2 separate regions of the Sus scrofa genome follow, and region 1 is linked to region 2. The links are chromatin contacts, called in public HiChIP or PLAC-seq maps. All regions are on one chromosome and are shown on one strand. The core of a region is the stretch at or near the end of the contact, and the rest is flanking DNA. Distances in the headings are between cores, read along the strand shown. Region 1 holds the start of CRIPT (cysteine-rich PDZ-binding protein). Region 2 holds the start of MSH2 (mutS homolog 2).

Evidence for each region. HiChIP or PLAC-seq counts read pairs in DNA pulled down with a chosen protein or histone mark.
Region 1: a contact with region 2 is called in an H3K27ac HiChIP or PLAC-seq map of alveolar macrophages. The contact joins the promoter of CRIPT here to the promoter of MSH2 in region 2. A contact is called at or near these places in 2 of 47 Hi-C or Micro-C datasets (embryonic fibroblasts and subcutaneous adipose tissue) and 1 of 2 datasets of contacts at active chromatin or transcription factors (alveolar macrophages).

Annotation. Positions count from the first base shown.
Region 1 is chr3:93,924,494-93,928,172 of Sscrofa11.1, forward strand. CRIPT (cysteine-rich PDZ-binding protein) reads right to left here and starts at 1,423. Exons shown (of 6, transcript XR_002342732.1): 1 at 1,274-1,423. It overlaps PIGF (phosphatidylinositol-glycan biosynthesis class F protein), which reads left to right and starts at 1,393. Exons shown (of 6, transcript XM_003125167.6): 1 at 1,393-1,621; 2 at 3,644-3,679. The coding sequence starts at 3,665. It also overlaps a transcript of SOCS5 not described here.
Region 2 is chr3:93,161,356-93,165,299 of Sscrofa11.1, forward strand. It overlaps MSH2 (mutS homolog 2), which reads right to left and starts at 2,201. Exons shown (of 16, transcript NM_001195357.1): 1 at 1,957-2,201. The coding sequence starts at 2,167.

The DNA of each region.
Region 1 (3,679 bases), core at 173-2,672, 760 kb after region 2:
TTGTGAAGAAGGCAGTAGAGAGGGTTTGTGGTAATGAGACCATGAAGAAAAAGGAGAAAGGAGGATGAAGGTAAACTGGATAAAGGACACATCCTGATAAAAGGCGTGGAGAACTCGAGGTACATGCAGTCAGGCAAAATAGTTTGGCTTGGCTGAACTGTAAAGATGGTAAGGGTTAGTGAAAATAAAGTTAAAAAGGTAAGATGTGGCCTCATTGTAGAGGGTCATCCTGAATGCCAGTCTCCAGATACAGAAATCCCAAATTATTCTCTGCACCTTGAGAATGTATTAAAGTAACTGTCATGGTCATTCTTTCACCTAATCTGAAAACTGTGATTCAAATTCTGTGTTCAAAGCTATAAGGCTTTATATACTGTGGGGGGGGGGTAAACGAAATGGATCAAGTTAATTAGATGATAATCAAACTGACGATAATCAAATTAAGAGGACATGTTTAGACTCAGGAAAACGGGAATAAGACTGCTCTTTTTAAATACACAACCAGTTTGTGGGAGCAAAAATATCAAATCTCAGAGGGTGGTATTAGAATTACTGGACGGCAACTAGAAGAAGGAAAGACCTTTCTAAAAGCCAGTAAAATCAACACGGACTGCTTCCAAGGTGGTGAGATTCTCCTACACACCGGCCACCATTCCTCAATACTCTGGGTATTCGTTCAAGGACCATTTAAGCACTCACAGCATGTGGAAGTTCCTGGGCCAGGTATGGAACCCTGCGCCAAAAGTTAGATTTAAATTTCAAATAAACAATGAATACTTTTTCAGTAGACAATGTCCTAAAAGTAAGTGCCTTGCTTTACAGCAGTAAGGAGCAGCAAACAGAGCCAAATCTCAAATATTGCATAGGACGCACACTAAAAATTATTCTTGGTTTACCTGAAATTCAAATTTAACTGGGCGTCCAGTACTTTTATTTGCTAAACCTAGCAACTCCAGTTGCTGTGGAAGCGACTTTTAAGATCCATTTCAACCTGAAGCTCTGAAATGAGGGAGCCAGTCAAGAAGCTCAGGGGTTGAACGAAAACAATGGAAACAGACAAGGAGGTGCAAAACAGACAAGGAGACCACCCTGAATGCAACAAACGGAGGACTATACGGTCGATGGAGAGGCAGGAATGGTCAAAGGGCAGGACAGAACAGAGGCTAGAATCAGAGACTTGTGGCCAAAGTAAAAACAAAGGAATAAAGTCCCGGGGAACTCCAGTTAGGTTGTCCCAGCCTTCTTCTCCCGCAGAAGAGTTTCCTTAACTCACATTTTTCGCACACCATCCTTTCGCGACGATTCCCTCAGTCGCAGTAGGATCGGGAGCTGGAAACCATCAACACCACAGCTGAGAAAACACTCCCCTTCCGGGTTATGAAAGTCCACTTCCGGATCCTCCGCCCCGCCTATTCTACACCTGGAAAGCCGCGGGAGGAATAAAGGAGAGCGGGAAGGCGGGGCTTCCTTCTTGGCCCACCTCTCCACTTCTGCGATTGGTTGTGAGGCCTTCGGTCTCCGCCCTGCTGGCCTGCGCCTGCGCGAGACTCAGGGCGGCGAGTTGCACCTGATGGTGGGAGGTAGTAGCCCTCCCGTTCTCTTCCGCGAGCGGGAGAGTTAGGTAAGCCCAGCCGGACGCTCCCGGCGCACGAGCCTCCAGCGGCTGCAAGCCACCCCCGCCAATTGCCCAACTGATCGGAAATCTCTGCTACCAATAGGCCCTTGCCCGCGGGCCCCTCGAGCGCCGCCCTTCCGGCGTGACCCAGGGGCTGCCCCGATGAACTGGCTCTTTTTCAGTTCCGACTTTCTGTGTTTGTCCCGCCGTTTCTCTTGGTCTTTACGCCTGTGCTCTTTGATTATGCTTCTCAGCTTGTCCCTTTCTGCCCACAGTCGGCTGGGGCTTGGGCAGAGTCCGCAGCGACCCAGTTTGGGATGGGGCTGGAGATTACGGTCCCACGATTCCCGCGAAGGCGCCTCCAGGAGCCTTTCAGAATGGCCCTCTCTTCCGCTGCAAGGCTTGAGGATCTGGGCCAGGTCAGACCACGGGCACCTGGGCAATAGCTGCCCCAGGGGGCACCTGGCGGAAGTCCTCCTGAGCTCTCCAAGGCCTAATATAAGGCTGGTTTCTCAGGAAGGGCAACTCTGCACCTACTCTTCGTTCATTCACTCATTCACGCAGCATTAAGTTTGTGTATTGCTCACTGTCTTATGTACAAATCTGCTCCTGTCAATTGGGATTTTGAGGGTGGCCCAGAAGAAGATAGGACCGGTGAGAAAGATTTCCTTTCTCCTTTCTTGCCATTCATACCTCCTAGTATATATCTATATCATCAAAAAGGTTAGCTAGGGTTTGAAATGGCTTTAGCACTTGGGACCTTGGTAGCTTGCAATGTTTACTAATCTCTGCTAGTCTTTTTCCTTATCAGTAATGTATTTTCTTTTGAAAAATATAGTGTGAATAAATGAGAGTGTTAGGATAAGGCCTGGATTTGCCCTTTTACCCTTTTATATATACGCACACGTACACATATATGTGTGTGTATATATATGGGGTTTTATTCTGGACTAGTCACCACAGTGTGACACGTGGACTCCTTACTTAACATTAGTCAATACTACATATAAGCTCTCTGTTAGATAATTTGTAAATACATGCATACATAAAATAGATATATAGAGATGGGAGAGAGAGAAAGTAAAATTTTTTTTCCCTTTTCATGAAGCTCTTCTTTTCATTGGAATCTAGCGTCTGACATTGCCATTTTGGTATTTTGGGGCGCTGAGATCCCTTAGTTTAGCATGATGTTTTTTGAACGCTCTTGATGACATTGACCACCATTTGTGTATTTCAGTGTGCACCTGCTGTTTCTTGGTATTTGCTAGAAAATGTGAACAACTGTGTTGATAGACAATGGAACACAGTGATTAAAAAAGAATGCCAACAATTCAGCCAAAGTATACTATGGGGTTTCTAGAACACGTATCTTGTATTTCCAAAGGATCCAATCATTAACCCAGGCAGTTTGTTTTCACCTCTGATTTTGGCAAAAAAAAAGGAATTAAAAAAAAAAAAGAAAAGAATTCCGGAGTTCCCGTCTTGGCGCATCGAAAACGAATCTGACTAGGAACCATGAGGACACAGGTTTGATCCCTGGCCTCACTCGGTGGGTTAAGCATCTGGCGTTGCCATGAGCTGTGGTGTAGGTTGCACACACGGCTCAGATCTGGCATTGTTGTGGCTCTGGCATAGGCTGGCAGCTATGGCTCCCATTAGACCCTTAGCCTGGGAACCTCCATATGCTGTGGGTGCAGCCCTAAAAAGACAAAAGACAAAGCCAAAAAAAAAAAAAAAAAATTCCTTAATTAGTCCTAGCACATGACCGTTTTTTTTTTTTTTGCAGAAACTAGACACAAATACTTAAGAAATTAGTAAATTTGTCCTTTTTTAGGTTCTGAGAGCTGTTTGTACCATTTTACTCTACGTGCGTTTACACATGTGCATCTTCCTATATTCTAACACAAGACATTATTGCCCACAGAAAATTGACTTTGGTTCATGGCTTATTTTTAGACATTGGAACATTTAGGGCAATGGTAAAAGTCATTATTGCCTATGCTCTTTTCTTAATTTGTTTTTCATTAGATAGCCACTCAAGGAAACACCATGAAAGATACTGAC
Region 2 (3,944 bases), core at 951-3,450:
CTGCATATGCCGCGGGAGGGGCCCTAGAAATAGCAAAAAGACAAAAAAAAAAAAAAAAAAAGAGTAGGTACAGGAAATTAAAAGCATATGTTCAAGAAATAACCAAAATGTTCATAAACCAATGAATAAACAAAATATGGTATGTCCATACAATAGAATATTATTTGGCAATAAAAAGAAATGAAGTACTGATTAACACATATGAACCTTGAAAATATTAAGAGTCCCCATTGTAGCTCATCGGTAACAAACCCGATTAGTGTCCAAGAGGACGAGGGTTCAATCCTGGTGCTGCCATGAACCGCGGTGTAGGTCACAAACAAGGCCTGGACCCTGTGTCACTGTGGCTGTGGTATAGGTCAGCAGCTGCAGCTCCAATATGACCCCTAGCCAGGGAACTTCCACAAGTCACAAGAGCAGCCCTTAAAAAAAAAAAAAAAAAAAAAACACAAAAATAAAAACGAAAAAATTAAGTGAAAGAAGTCATTCACAAAAGACCAATATTATAAGCAAATCTAGAGACAGAAAGCAGATTAGTGGTTGCCTGGGTTTAGAAGACAGGTGGAAAAGGGGAATTGACTGCCAATGGATACAGGGTTTCCTTCAGGACTCAAATGAAATTTAGCCTTCATATAATGCCTTTTTTTTTTTTTCTTTTGGCTTTTCTGGCCGCACCCTTGGCATATGGAAGTCCAAAGGCGAGGGGTGTAATGGGAACTACCGCTGCCGGCCGACGCCACAGCCACGCCAGATCCAAGCCACGTCTGCGACCTAGACCACAGTTCACAACACCAGATACTTAAACCGCTGAGCGAGGCCAGGGAACCAAACCTGGATCCTCACGGATACTAATGGGATTCGTTTCCCACTGCACCACAACAGGAACTCCCGCAGTTCCCGTCATGCCCAGTCATGGGCAATCCTGCCTCTATGCCTCTTCAGCAACTTGCTGTGGATCATCCTCCACAGTTCTTGACCTGGAATTGGAATTATTTCTGCCTTGCTCTCCACTAGGGGGAGCTCTGTGAAGGCGGGGATATGGTACTGCCTTTCCATCTAGGTACCCCTGGTGTCCATAACCCTGCCTGATACCGGCAGCACTCAATGAATGTCTACCTAATGAAAGAACATCTTTTGTCAGTAACATCCCATCTGCATGTGGCAGAGGCAGTACTATGTCTTATTCCTCCTAGAATGTTCATTCCATTATCACAACGCAGGCAGGGGAAAAAAAAGATTAACAAAAACATCGAGAACATCTAACTCACAGAGGCTGAGAAGTTTGTAGCTTTCCAGGGAGAGAGATGTTAGAAACATAAGGACGGGTCATGGAAGGCACTGAATGCCGAGAGGAAGCACAGACATACTGGACTAGCCCGAGGCCACACAGCTAGTAAGTGGAGGGGCCGCAACTTGACTCTAGGCAATCTGGCTCCAGGGTCCGAGGTCCTGACCACCTGGCGATACCGCCTATCAACAGCAGACACTACAGAACCCTGCGCTGAAGGGCGGTATAAACCACATTCGCCCAACAAGCAAAATCACGTTGGTGACATAAAACGGTCTTCCCAAACCCCTTCTATTCTAAATCTCACTCCTGGAATGGAATTTGTGATAAAGAGGTTTGGCGGCGGTGTGCGATGAGATTCCCCTGGGCCAAGGAGGGGCCCGGGCCGAGAAGCAGACACCCACGCCAGCTGCAGGAAAATTAAATAGAACAATGTGTTAAAACGCCTCGAAGCCTGGCAACCTAGTGATTGTTATAGTTCCCATTCAGGACAGCTGCAGAGGGGCAGACCCAGGGCAGACGGTGGGTGGCGCCCCACTCGACCAGGAGCAAGCGCAGTGCCCCACGAAGCGCCAAAGTCCCCGCCCCAGTGCCTCCCCACCTCCCACTTCCTGAAAGAAGCCCCCTCCGCGGGGTTCCCCCAGAGCCCATGCGGTCCGCGCCCTCACCTGCCGGCCCCATGAACTTGACCACCCCCTGGGTCTTGAACACCTCCCGGGCAGCTAGGAGTGCGTCCTCGCCGTGCGCGGTGTAGAAGTCGCCCCGGTCGAAAAGGCGCACCGTGGTGGTCGGCTTCTCAGGCATGCCCTGGAAGAAGCGCACGAAGCCGATCTCGGCTGCGCTCTCCAGCTGCAGTGTCTCCTTCGGCTGCACCGCCATTTCGGAATCTCTCTGCCAACAGCCTGAGGGAACTGCACGACCCCGCACCCACTAAGCTGTTTCCCGCCTCCCCTCCCTCGCCCCCCGTGCGGCGTCCAGCCTCTGCGGAGGTACCCAATCAGCATTCAGCGCTGTATTTCGGTGGGTGGGAGTGCGCCGTGACAGCCAATCATAATCGGACGCGGCCCAGCTTCCCGCGCACGCTGGTGACTCTGTCTACTGCGCATGCTTGAGCCTAGGTCGAGCGCCGACCCTGCCAGAAGCCCATCCTTTAAAGAGTTCAGTTCTCCGGGTTTTCTCCGTGCTTGAGCAAGGAACCAGGTGGAGAGATAACTAGATTAGAAGACCAGGTGGGACATTCTGGCAGGTTTTGAATATATTATCTGCCCCGGAAGCAAGAGCATGAAATCAGAAAGAAACTTGAAAACAAGGAAAACCTAGCCTTCCACTCTATCGGTATTTTTTTTAGACCTGTGCCCCTCTCTCCAATCGCGTCCCTTTTCCTTTTCAGGCAAAACTGCCTACATCAATATTAGAGGTTTCTTCTCCACAACCTCCCTACTGCTCCGTACTAGCCTAATTCTCATGTCGTCCGTTCCTTAATTGATTCATTCAATCAAAAACTTAAGACCTACTGTGTTCCAGACTTCTAGGATCTGAGGAAAGAAAAAAGCCACTGCCTTAGTTGAGCTTATATTCTAATGAATGGATTCAGATAATACACTAAGTAAACTTGCAGCAAGTAAACTGTTAGAAGATAACGTGTTTAGGTGAAAAATAAAAATGGATCAGTGTTTTTTGTTGTTGTTCTTTGTTTTTTAATGTTGAACAAAGACTTGGAGATCAGAATATGTCCTGCATAGTAAGCTGCCTTACAAAAGCTATTGCACTCTCCTGTTTGGCTCACCATCCACCCAGAAAAGCAGTCCCCAAACCCTGATTCAGCAGCACAATTACCCTGGGGGCTTTTCAGAGGCGTTCTGGGGCCCCGCCCACATATAATGGGTTGGAATTTTGGAAGATGGGGTCTTGAGATGTTTCAAGAAAGCTCCCTGGACGCTCTGGACCACTGGCCTGTTAAAATTCAAATAGCTTCAGAAGTAGAGGAAGTTTGAACCATTTGACTGCTGACTATATTTCCCACTCCCTGCAGTGCCCCCTGTTCTTACCCCAACTCTTTGATCTGGAGCAATCATCTTCCTTCCCTTTCAACACATGTGGCTCCAACACAGACTTGTCCCTCTGCTCTGGAAGGGCCCTGCCCTGCAGTCCCCCAGGTGTAATTGGTTCTGTTACCTTCTGGAGTACCATTGTAGTTACATCTCTATTATAATATTTGCAGCATTGGTTTAGACATATCTGTTCGCCTATCTCTCTTACTAAACACCTGGAAAGAGCATAGATGAGTATGTTCATTTATATTAATGGCTAATGTTCGTTAGCACTTATTGACTATTTTTACATGTGCTTACTGTTTTATTAATCTGCACAACTCTAAATGTTGGGAGCTATTGTTACTCTTATTTTACAATGAGGAAATTGAAACCTGGAGATGTGAAGTGGCTTGCCCAAGGTCACAGAGCTAATGGTAAGTGATAGAGCTAGAGTTCCAGACTCTGTAAGCTTAACCATCTGTGCACCAGAGGGCCTGGCACGTATTAGGTGCACAGGAAATGTTTGTAAATGAATGAGTTCTGCATCAAAATAACCACTTTTTTTTTTTTTTTTGGTCTCTCCGCAGTATATGGAGTTCCCCAGCTAGGGGTCAGATCTGATC